3 separate regions of the Mus musculus genome follow, and regions 1 and 2 are each linked to region 3. A link is a contact called in public Hi-C data. All regions are on one chromosome and are shown on one strand. The core of a region is the stretch at or near the end of the contact, and the rest is flanking DNA. Distances in the headings are between cores, read along the strand shown. Region 1 holds the start of Usp48 (ubiquitin specific peptidase 48). Region 2 holds the start of Micos10 (mitochondrial contact site and cristae organizing system subunit 10). Region 3 holds the start of Pef1 (penta-EF hand domain containing 1).

Region 1 (3,066 bases), core at 378-2,877, 7.5 Mb after region 3:
TTATTATGTGTGTTTTTGCAACAGGGTCTCACCATGTATGTAGCTCTGGCTGTCATGAAACTCACTAAACTCGCTGGGCGTGGTGGCGCACGCCTTTAATCCCATCACTGGGGAGGCAGAGGCAGGTGGATTTCTGAGATCAAGGCCGGCCTGGTCAACAAAGTGAGTTCCAGGACAGCTAGGGCTATACAGAGAAACCCTGTCTCCAAAAAACAAACAAACAAACAAACAAACAAACAACAAAAAAAGAAACTCACTAAATTAGCAAGGCTCTACCCTTCACCACCAGAGTACTGGGATTAAAGGTGGGCCCCACAAAACAAACAAACAACAAAAAAAGAAACTCACTAAATTTGCAAGGCTCTACCCTTCACCACCAGAGTACTGGGATTAAAGGTGGGCCCCACAACAGTGTTCAACTGTTAACCAGTGGTATAGGAATTCAGTGTTTATTTGTTTGACTTTTTTTTTTTTTCCTTCCAGGAGACGAGGTTTCTCTGTGTGGCCCTGGCTGTCCTGGAACTCACTCTGTAGACAAGGTTGGCCCACTAACTCAGAGATCTACCTGTCTCTGCCTCCTGAGATTAAAAGTGTGTGCCACCACCAACCAACTGGTGTAGGAATTCTTTAAGAAAGGAGGTGTATGTGTGTGTGTCCTGACTTAGAAGATTTTTGTGTTTTTTATTTTCAGCCTAAATTCAACCAAAGGACCAAATCTTGCTTCAGTAAATCTTGACTTCAGTTCAAGGTTACTTGGGGGCTGGTGGGGTGGGTTGAGGAGTAGATAAGGGAGGAATTAGTCCTTGAATTCCCACAGGGCTTTTACATATTTAAAGTCCTGGAATTTTCTCTCTTTAGCTGTAATAGCTCTTTTCTGTTACAAAACGCTGTGATTCAGTTTAGCCTTTTTTAGGTCTAAGGGGAAGTAGTTGCAAAAAGGAAATAATATCACAGCAGGGAGCTAGGGTGTACACTCCATAACGAATTAAGACGTCAAAGTGTTGACCCTCTGGTCAACAGCCTACAGCAAAGAACACGTCCCAGACCTGTGTATGCTTCTAAACAACCTGCAACTCAAAGACTGAGCCTATCACTTCGAAGACTACAAACCCCAGGATGCCTCGCGCTCCGCGAGTGGCAGAGCGCATTGCACGCTGGGATATGTAGTCCCGTTGTAGCATCCGCAAACCACATAACGCCTCGTGACGTCAGAAAGCACGGGCAAGGAGCCGGAACTCGCCCAGGCTCAAGTGAAATCCTCGATCCGACTGTGGCGTTCCGGCTGCCTCGGTTTCTGCTATTATCAGGTCCCACTCACAGTCCCGGTGGCCCTATGGTGTGCGTTGAGTACTCTATGGTGTAACTTTGTCACAGTAACAGGGGAAGTGTGGAAAGCAAGGGCAAGCTCTCGCTCGTCGGAGTAGACGACGGAGGCTGAAGCGTAGCTAGCTGCCTTCACCATGGCGGAAAAAAGACGTGGCGAGTCGCCTTTGGGCAGACGCTTGGCTTTCTTCCGCCAGTCGGATTACATGGGCTTTCGGCGCAGGGACTCCTGGGAGCACGCATGCGCAGACTGCGGCAGGGCGTACGCCTCCAACGTCCGCAGGCGCGGGGTCTGTCGGGTATCGGCGGCGGCGGCGGCGCTTTGCGGCTGGTCGTGCGAGCTGGGCGCGGGCGGGCGGGCGCGGCGGCCGTGGCGCGCGCAGGTGATTGACTGCTCTCCTGTCTGAGGGCAGCGCTGGGTTCTTTCGGCTGGCAGGGGCCCGTGCCCATTCGGGCGGAGACGGAGGCGGCGCCGGAGGCCACCGGGCTCGGCGAGTGCTACCTCGGTCAAGGCTATGGCTCCGCGGCTGCAGCTGGAGAAGGCGGCCTGGCGCTGGGCGGAGACGGTGCGGCCCGAGGAGGTGTCGCAGGAGCACATCGAGACCGCCTACCGCATCTGGCTGGAGCCTTGTATCCGAGGCGTGTGCAGGTGAGGTCCTCGCGTGGCCGAGGCGGGATCGGGGGACGGGGGACCGGGAACCAGGGCGATGCACGGTGTTACTGCATCTCCTTTCAGTTTGCACGACCCGGGAGCTACGCAGCCCCCGAAGTGATGCGGCTGCTGGGCTCGCATCCTGAAGATGGCGGTGGAGATAGTTGGAGATAGGGCTTAGTAAGTAACGCTGGAGTGTTGTTTGATCTTGGGCATAGCTGTGCGCTTTTCGCTTGTAAAAGGGGAACTTGCCGACAGCGAACTTCGTCGACATTGTATCTCCTGTCATTGCACGCTGAGAAGGCCTGATCACCTAAGTATCACTTGCAGAGAGCAGGTTTAGAAAACCCTTTGGTTAACCTACGTCATCGGTCCCCCGCTCTCATTGGCTGGCTCTCTTTGACCTATAGGTGTTTTCTTTTGGTCACCCTAACTCCACACCACTTTGCAGAGTAAAGTGTTTTTAGCTGTTTAAATTCTGCTCCCCCTTCGTGGCCCTTGGTTCTGATCTTTTTTTGCGTAGAGTGGTTTTCTTATCCCCACCTCGTAGCCTGCACCGGCCTGTGTTCAATCGAATTGATAAACCGAGGCATGCTCCATAGCTCCGTGTCATCGGGCGTGTAGGGAAAAGTGGAAGACGTGGAAGCCTTGGTTCCTGGCTTCAGAGCTGTGCCTCATTTGAGATATAATGTAAGTTAGGAAGTTTTCAAAAGTAAAGCGGGTGCATCTTTCTAAACTCTAGGTGTCTGCTCACAAGGACATTAAGACTCCTCGAAGTTCTGGAACGGCATCAATTTGTATAGTGTGGAATTGAAACAGCTTTACCGAGGCACTCATTTGAAGTGTATAGTTACAGTGCTGGTGGTTTAGCTTGAGAGTAGAGTGGTGGTTTTATGCTTGAGTCCCTTGGTTCAATTACCCGCACAGGGGATATAAAAGACAGAGTTAAGTCTGGGGCTGGAAAGATGGCTAATTAGTAAAGAGGGCTCAGGCTTCTCTTCAAAGGATCACAGTACCATTTGTTCTGAGAACCCACACCAGGTGCTTGATAACCACCTGTAACTCCAGCTCCAGAGCATGTGCAAAGCCTT
Region 2 (2,885 bases), core at 90-2,589, 9.0 Mb after region 3:
CTGGGGAGGGGGAGAAGGCCGATCAAAACTCAATGGGCAGCCAGTTTAGGCAAACTGATGCGCTCCAGTTCCTGTGAGAGTCCTGTGTAGTGGTGCACACCTTTAAATCCAGCAGAGAGTGTCTGAGTTCAGGGCTAACTTGGCTGACATAGTTTTCCTGGCCAGCCAGGTCTCCATAGTGAGGCACTGTCTCAATAAATAGGGCAAAGAGCTACTGAGGGAGGGAAGCCACTCATCATCGATCTCTGGCCTACACACCAATAGCTGCAGACAATCAACAAGAGAAAGATGGAGTGGACGAGGATCAGCAGAGAGCCTGAGAACCCCAAGGAAGAAATCCTGGGGGGGGAGGGATTCTCAACTATGCCACATTATCAGCAACGCGATTTCAGGCAAGCTCCTTCACCGAGCTCCAACTCACGACGAGACAGGTCATTTCCGAGCTACCGTGGCGAGCAGCGCGCCTAACATCTGCATCACCATCACTATTATATGGGACACCCCCGCCCCCCGAGCCTCCTTCCCCGACCCCGTGACCTCACAAAGTGTGTCGTCACAGGACGCGTGTCCAAAGAGACAACCTGGACTACCGAGGGGGCCGGCGGTGGCCGCGATCTATCTGACTGCGGCCATTCTTCCGGAGAATAACCCCCGGCTCCAACTGCAGACCCGAGGCGGGTTCGGATCAATGAGGCCGGGCACGACCGCAATTGCCAGCGCGGCCCGACGGAGGCGGTTAAGCGCCTTCTTCTATGACCTTCTTCCGAAGGCCGCTTGCTCCCGGCTGGGGAGCCGTCTGCGCTCCGGCCGGCTGCTCGCCTAACCCGGGGGACATGGGGCATGGAGTGACAGAGTTTCCCGGCGCGTCCCGCACGCCTTCCCACTCCCGGAGCACCGCTGCTTCCCCGGGCCTGCACCTCCAGCCACCTCGGAAACTCCCGCGCCCTTCGGCCCGTTGTCCTCGCCGCCCTCGTCGCCCTCGTCGCCCTCGCCGCCCCGCTTGACAGTCGTCACCTGTCAGCGCCCCGCAGCTCAGCGCGCCCCGCCGTCCAGACAGCAGCAGGCCGCGGCTTGACCCCTGCGGCTTCCCGTCCGCGCGCGGGCCGCTCGGCTCCAGCCCAGGGCCTACCAGAGGCAGATGAGCTCACCTAGCTTCACGACCGTGTCGGCCATGCACCGGTCCCACTTTCTGCCCAGCTCGGACTCCGACATGTTCCTCACTGGCAACTCCAGCACTCTTCACGGCCGGCCCCCGCGCTCCTACTGATGGCAAGTCTCGCGAGAGCCGGCCGCCACCATAAGCTTCCGGCCGGAGCCGGCGCGCCAAATATCGCGGGATCACATACGTCGTCCCTGGCTTCCGGCTTTTCTTCGCTCGGTCGTCAAGGTGACAGGTTGCCTGGGAGCCGGAGGTGACCCTGACCTTGGAGATAGCGGAAGGGAAGCGAAGACTGACTACATCCAGAGTACAGAAGGCCTTGTCTTTCCTGGGTTTTTCATATTTGTACATAATTATTTTGGCCATTGCCCTCCTCCCGTTCTACTGTTGCCCTCTTTCATCCTCCATTTTATACCTACTGAACCCCATCTTCCTCATGTGTGTATGTGTATATATGTGTGTATGTATATGTATACATGTATATATATAAAATATACGTATATTATATATCTATATTATATATAATAAAACATATAACAAATAAAATAATGTGTGTGTGTGTGTGTGTGTATATATATATATATATATATGTTATATACTTTGTTTTTGTTTTTGTTTTTTTTTTTTTTTGAGGCAGGGTCTCTCTGTGTAGCCCTGGCTGTCCTGGAACTCACTCTGTAGACCAGACTGGCCTTGAACTCAGAAAACCCCTGCTTCTGCCTCCCAAGTGCTGGGATTAGAGGCATGTGCCACCACTGCCCGGCATGTTATATGAGGGTTTGGTTTTGTTTTCTGTTTCTCTGATTGTCTCTGTTTTGTTTTGTTTTGTTTTTCAGAGACAGGGATTCTCTGTGTAGCCCTGGCTGTCCTGGACCTGGCTCTGTAGAGCAGGCTGGCCTTGAATTAAGAGATCTACCTGTCTCTGCCTTGTAGGGCTGAGATCAAAGATGTGCACCACTCCATCCACAGTTTAATTAGGGTTGTCTGCATGGCCACAGTCGGGGAGTATTTATTTGAGCATGAACGACTTCCATTCAAATGGATTTAAAAACAACCCCCCACCCTGCTGCATTTTATACAGAGTGTGTGGGTGCCTGCGCATGCCCTATAATGGCACATGTGGGAGTCAGAGGACAGCTAGTGGGAGTGGGTGCCCCTCCACCCTGTGGGTGCCAGGGACTGAACGCAGATCACCAGACTTAGAGGCAGTGCTATTACTTGCCGAGTGACCTAAACAGCCCTAAAGCGCAACCAGTGTTACTTTATAGATACTTCTTTTCTTCCACCCACTCAACCCCCTAACACTAGATAGGCGATAAGAAAGGATAGGGCAACAGGTGACGTTATCATTAGACTGTTTCCTGCTGATGAGGGGCATTGAGTTCCTTGGAGCAAGCTTGATCTTCTCCAGCAGAATAGCTAGTTTCTTATTGTTTCTTCCCACTTTACTACTTAACCAGCAGCAACCCACCAACAACCTGCCCCTTGAGGCCCTAGCATTTATAGACCCTTTGGAAAGTCCCCAGGATCCAAACGTCACACAGTCGCAGAAACCATCTGCAGCTGGCAGAATCACACCCCTGGTAGAGCTCGAGGCCACGTCAGCGCTGTGGACAGTCTGAAGCAGCCCTACATCCCACACCTGGGATTAAGACAAAAGCCAAGTCTTATTTCTGTGTTTTTCAAAGAAACCAAACTTCTCACTACTCAAATACCTCTCTCTCTC
Region 3 (3,167 bases), core at 620-3,119:
TTTGTTTTGGGGTGGTGGCCAGGCCAGCATGGCTGGAGTAAACTGGCAAGCACAGCAGTGGCGTCAGTGAGGCCGGTGTCACAGGCTGGGGAGAGGTCCTGTGGGCCAATAAAGGCATAGGGATGAGTTTAGATTGTATTAAGAGTGGCAAAAAACCCTCAGAGGAGTTTAGAGAACGACAATATCGAATTCACACTTTAAAGCACCCACTCTGGCTTCTCCATGGAGAAGGGAGCGGGGCTGGAGTTCACTAAAAAGACATTGGCGATGAGGCCAGACTACAGAGGGGTCCTGGAGCAGAGGGGTGGTTGGAACATGGAGCAAAACCAGATGATTGATTATATATACATACATATATATATTTTATTTTCTGAGACAGGAAGGATGAGTTTTGTGGAAATGATCAGAGAATTCTTACGCTGGGCTAGACTGCGACACAGTGGCAGTACTGGAGGGACTGAGAGGAGTGGCTAATGAGCTGGGAGCCATGGGGGGAGGTGTTAAAGAGAGGGTGGGACAGGAGGAGTAGATGTGAGAGGCCATTGGTCTTTATGAATGAGTGTTGTAACCCTGAGTGTGAGAGGCTGTGACTAGTTCATTTTTAAGTTAGCATTTTCCTAAGTTGTATTCCAGAAAACTGTGACTCAGAGAGGTTAAATGACTTCTTCAAGATCACACAGCTAGAAACTGTTTAAAAAAGAAAACGAACAACAGGATCTGCTCACTAACGCCAGTGCTGAGGGGGAAGCTGAGCAAAGAAATAAGCCAGCGGGGCGCTGGTGGGTAAGGCTGGGCCAGATCACGAAGGAACTGGATCACCAGACTTGTCTTCCTCTGCAGGTAAGGATGAGGACCGTGCTTTGCAGACTGTCCTATGGCCAGTACCACGATCAGCAGTGGGACTGTGGAAAGTGCCTGGCTAGATTGAAAGCTCAGGACTTTTTATTTAAAAAGTATAGTGTTGGCACTGTAGATACTGGGGATACAATTATAAGCAAATCAAACACAATTCTTGTCCACATGAGAGTTTTTGTTGTTGCTGCTGCTGCTGTTGTTGTTTGAGACAGAGCCTCATTATGCAGCCATGGCTAGACTGGAACTGTCTATGTATGTATGCTTGCTTCTGCCTGCTGAGACTAAAGGCATGTGCCACCAGGCCCGGCCACGTGGGAATGTAACTAATCAAATAAACATGCAACCAAGTTTAGAACCTAAACCCCAAGAGCCAAGTACAGGAAAGTTGGTAACTTAGGAACTGTGATTTGACCTACAGAGGGAATAAAACCTCCTTGTTGAGACCTAGTCATCTACTGACACTAGTTCTAGGCCGTACTTTGCTGAGGAACTCACTGTGAGTTTAGGTAACTAAGTCATTGCCTTTCTGAGCCTCAGTTTCCCCATACATAAAGATAGGAGCACCGTGACATCTTAATTTTCCTTCTCTTCTGGCGGTCTGACCTTTCTCCACTGTCCACGGGTCTGTTTAGTACCCACGTTCTAAATGGCACCTGCATTCCAGGAAAGGCTTAAGTTCTCAGTAGCCATGGCAACCGCCTGGGCGTTAGAAGTAAAGTGATCACGACAGTGACGTAACTAATATGCGTCAGGTTATAATATGGCCTTGCCAGGTTATAATATGGCCACCACAGAAACAACTGACCAAGTCTCCCCATTAGATAACTACAGCTGGCCAGGCCCGAGGTCCGCTGCAGGTCACGAAAAATAAAAACAAACGAGCCACTACGGTCAACAACACTTCCGGACACTCCTACCCAGCCCTCTGTAAGGTACCAGCTCACCGCCTGTGACTTCCGTTTGTTGACCGGAAGATTGACAGCCTGTCCGTCCAATCACAATCGGACCCGCCCCAAAATCCAACCAGGAGCGGCATTGGGAGCAGGAAACTCCGCCTACCACAGTTGTGTGACGTCATAACCGCCATGGCCAGCTATCCAAACGGACAGGTGAGTTGTAGTGGCCCCTGCGTCAATATTTGGGCTTGTCTATAGATCCGGTACCACTCTCCATCCTCGGCTCTTTCTCCCCACTTGATCCGCAGCCTTTTCACGCAGAGGTTTACTTCAACAAGACTCTGTGTGAGCGAGAAACAGGAGGGCCAGTCCGTCGCGCTCGTTTTACGTCACATAGGACCACTCGAGGGGTTGTTTATATTGCGCAAAACTGGCTTTGGGGGTTTTGCTGTGAATTGATCCGGGCTGAACCGGACCAGGGTGCTTAACTCAGGTCTCCGTGGGGCGGAGTCCTCTGTGCTCTCGAGGCGTTTAGAGCTCTTTTTCCCTTGGAGTCTTTCTGGGCGTAACTTGATAAAAACAAGTTGCCCGACTCTCTCAGCACCGTCCTGCGACCGAATAATCTCGGGACAATCAGTGGTAGGAGGTACCAGAAGTGAGATTACACCCCTCACGGTTGTCCAGCGTCCTTTCACACGTAGGAAAAGTGAAACCCAGAGAAGATATGGAGTTTATCTAAGTTACCAAGTAGTTAGGCAGCAGAGCCAAGGTCAGAACTTGGGTTGTCTGCAACTGCTTCTTCCTTCCTTTCTAGCCTGCCTTGAACCAGCCGGGAACATCATTTCAGTGTGATTTATTTTGTGGCCAGAATTAGGTGACATAGAGGTGCCAAATGCAGTTTTGAGTTAAAAGTGGAGCCAGATCTTTGCCGCATTAGTTTTAAGTCTTTTTTTTTTTTTTTTTTTTTTCCTGATCCAGTTTCCTCTCATAAAATGGACCAAGTAGTAAGAGTCCACCCCTCACAGAGTTATTAGGAAGAACGATGTGATTCCTGTAGGCATATGCTATGCTATACGGTAAAGTGTAACATCACTTTGTAGGAGTTTTCAAAGCAGGCCCCTCACTTCGAAATAATTTGGACAAAATAATCGTCCTGATCACAGAGTAGTTTAAGAGATTAGTCTCATGTATGGAAAGTGGAATGCAAAGTCAAATGGGTTATTACCAAGCTTTGATTGGCCATAGTCACAGACTAAAAGATATTTAAAGGCCTATGTGGTTTATATAGCATTTCTTACATTTACTTTGTGTGTGTGTTGGGGGTGGGGAGAGGGCGGCTACACATGTGCACATGCACAGGAATTATTTTTTTCTCTATCATGTGGGTCTTGGGGATCAACCTTCTTGGGCCTTTCA

What was found. A called contact is a pair of places that touch in the nucleus more often than the background predicts.
Region 1: a contact with region 3 is called in a Hi-C map of regulatory T cells, with 5 times the contacts expected there. The contact joins the promoter of Usp48 here to the promoter of Pef1 in region 3. A contact is called at or near these places in 2 of 484 Hi-C or Micro-C datasets (CD4 T cells and regulatory T cells).
Region 2: a contact with region 3 is called in a Hi-C map of B cells, with 6 read pairs. The contact joins the promoter of Micos10 here to the promoter of Pef1 in region 3. A contact is called at or near these places in 1 of 39 promoter capture datasets (pre-B cells) and 1 of 484 Hi-C or Micro-C datasets (B cells).

What each region holds. Positions count from the first base shown.
Region 1 is chr4:137,592,545-137,595,610 of GRCm38.p6, forward strand. It overlaps Usp48 (ubiquitin specific peptidase 48), which reads left to right and starts at 1,628. Exons shown (of 27, transcript NM_001355588.1): 1 at 1,628-1,972. The coding sequence starts at 1,839.
Region 2 is chr4:139,129,774-139,132,658 of GRCm38.p6, forward strand. It overlaps Micos10 (mitochondrial contact site and cristae organizing system subunit 10), which reads right to left and starts at 1,340. Exons shown (of 4, transcript NM_001163006.2): 1 at 1,149-1,340. The coding sequence starts at 1,212.
Region 3 is chr4:130,105,687-130,108,853 of GRCm38.p6, forward strand. It overlaps Pef1 (penta-EF hand domain containing 1), which reads left to right and starts at 1,870. Exons shown (of 5, transcript NM_026441.4): 1 at 1,870-1,964. The coding sequence starts at 1,941. Gm40258 (a long non-coding RNA gene) reads right to left here and starts at 2,432. Exons shown (of 2, transcript XR_868200.3): 1 at 1,915-2,432.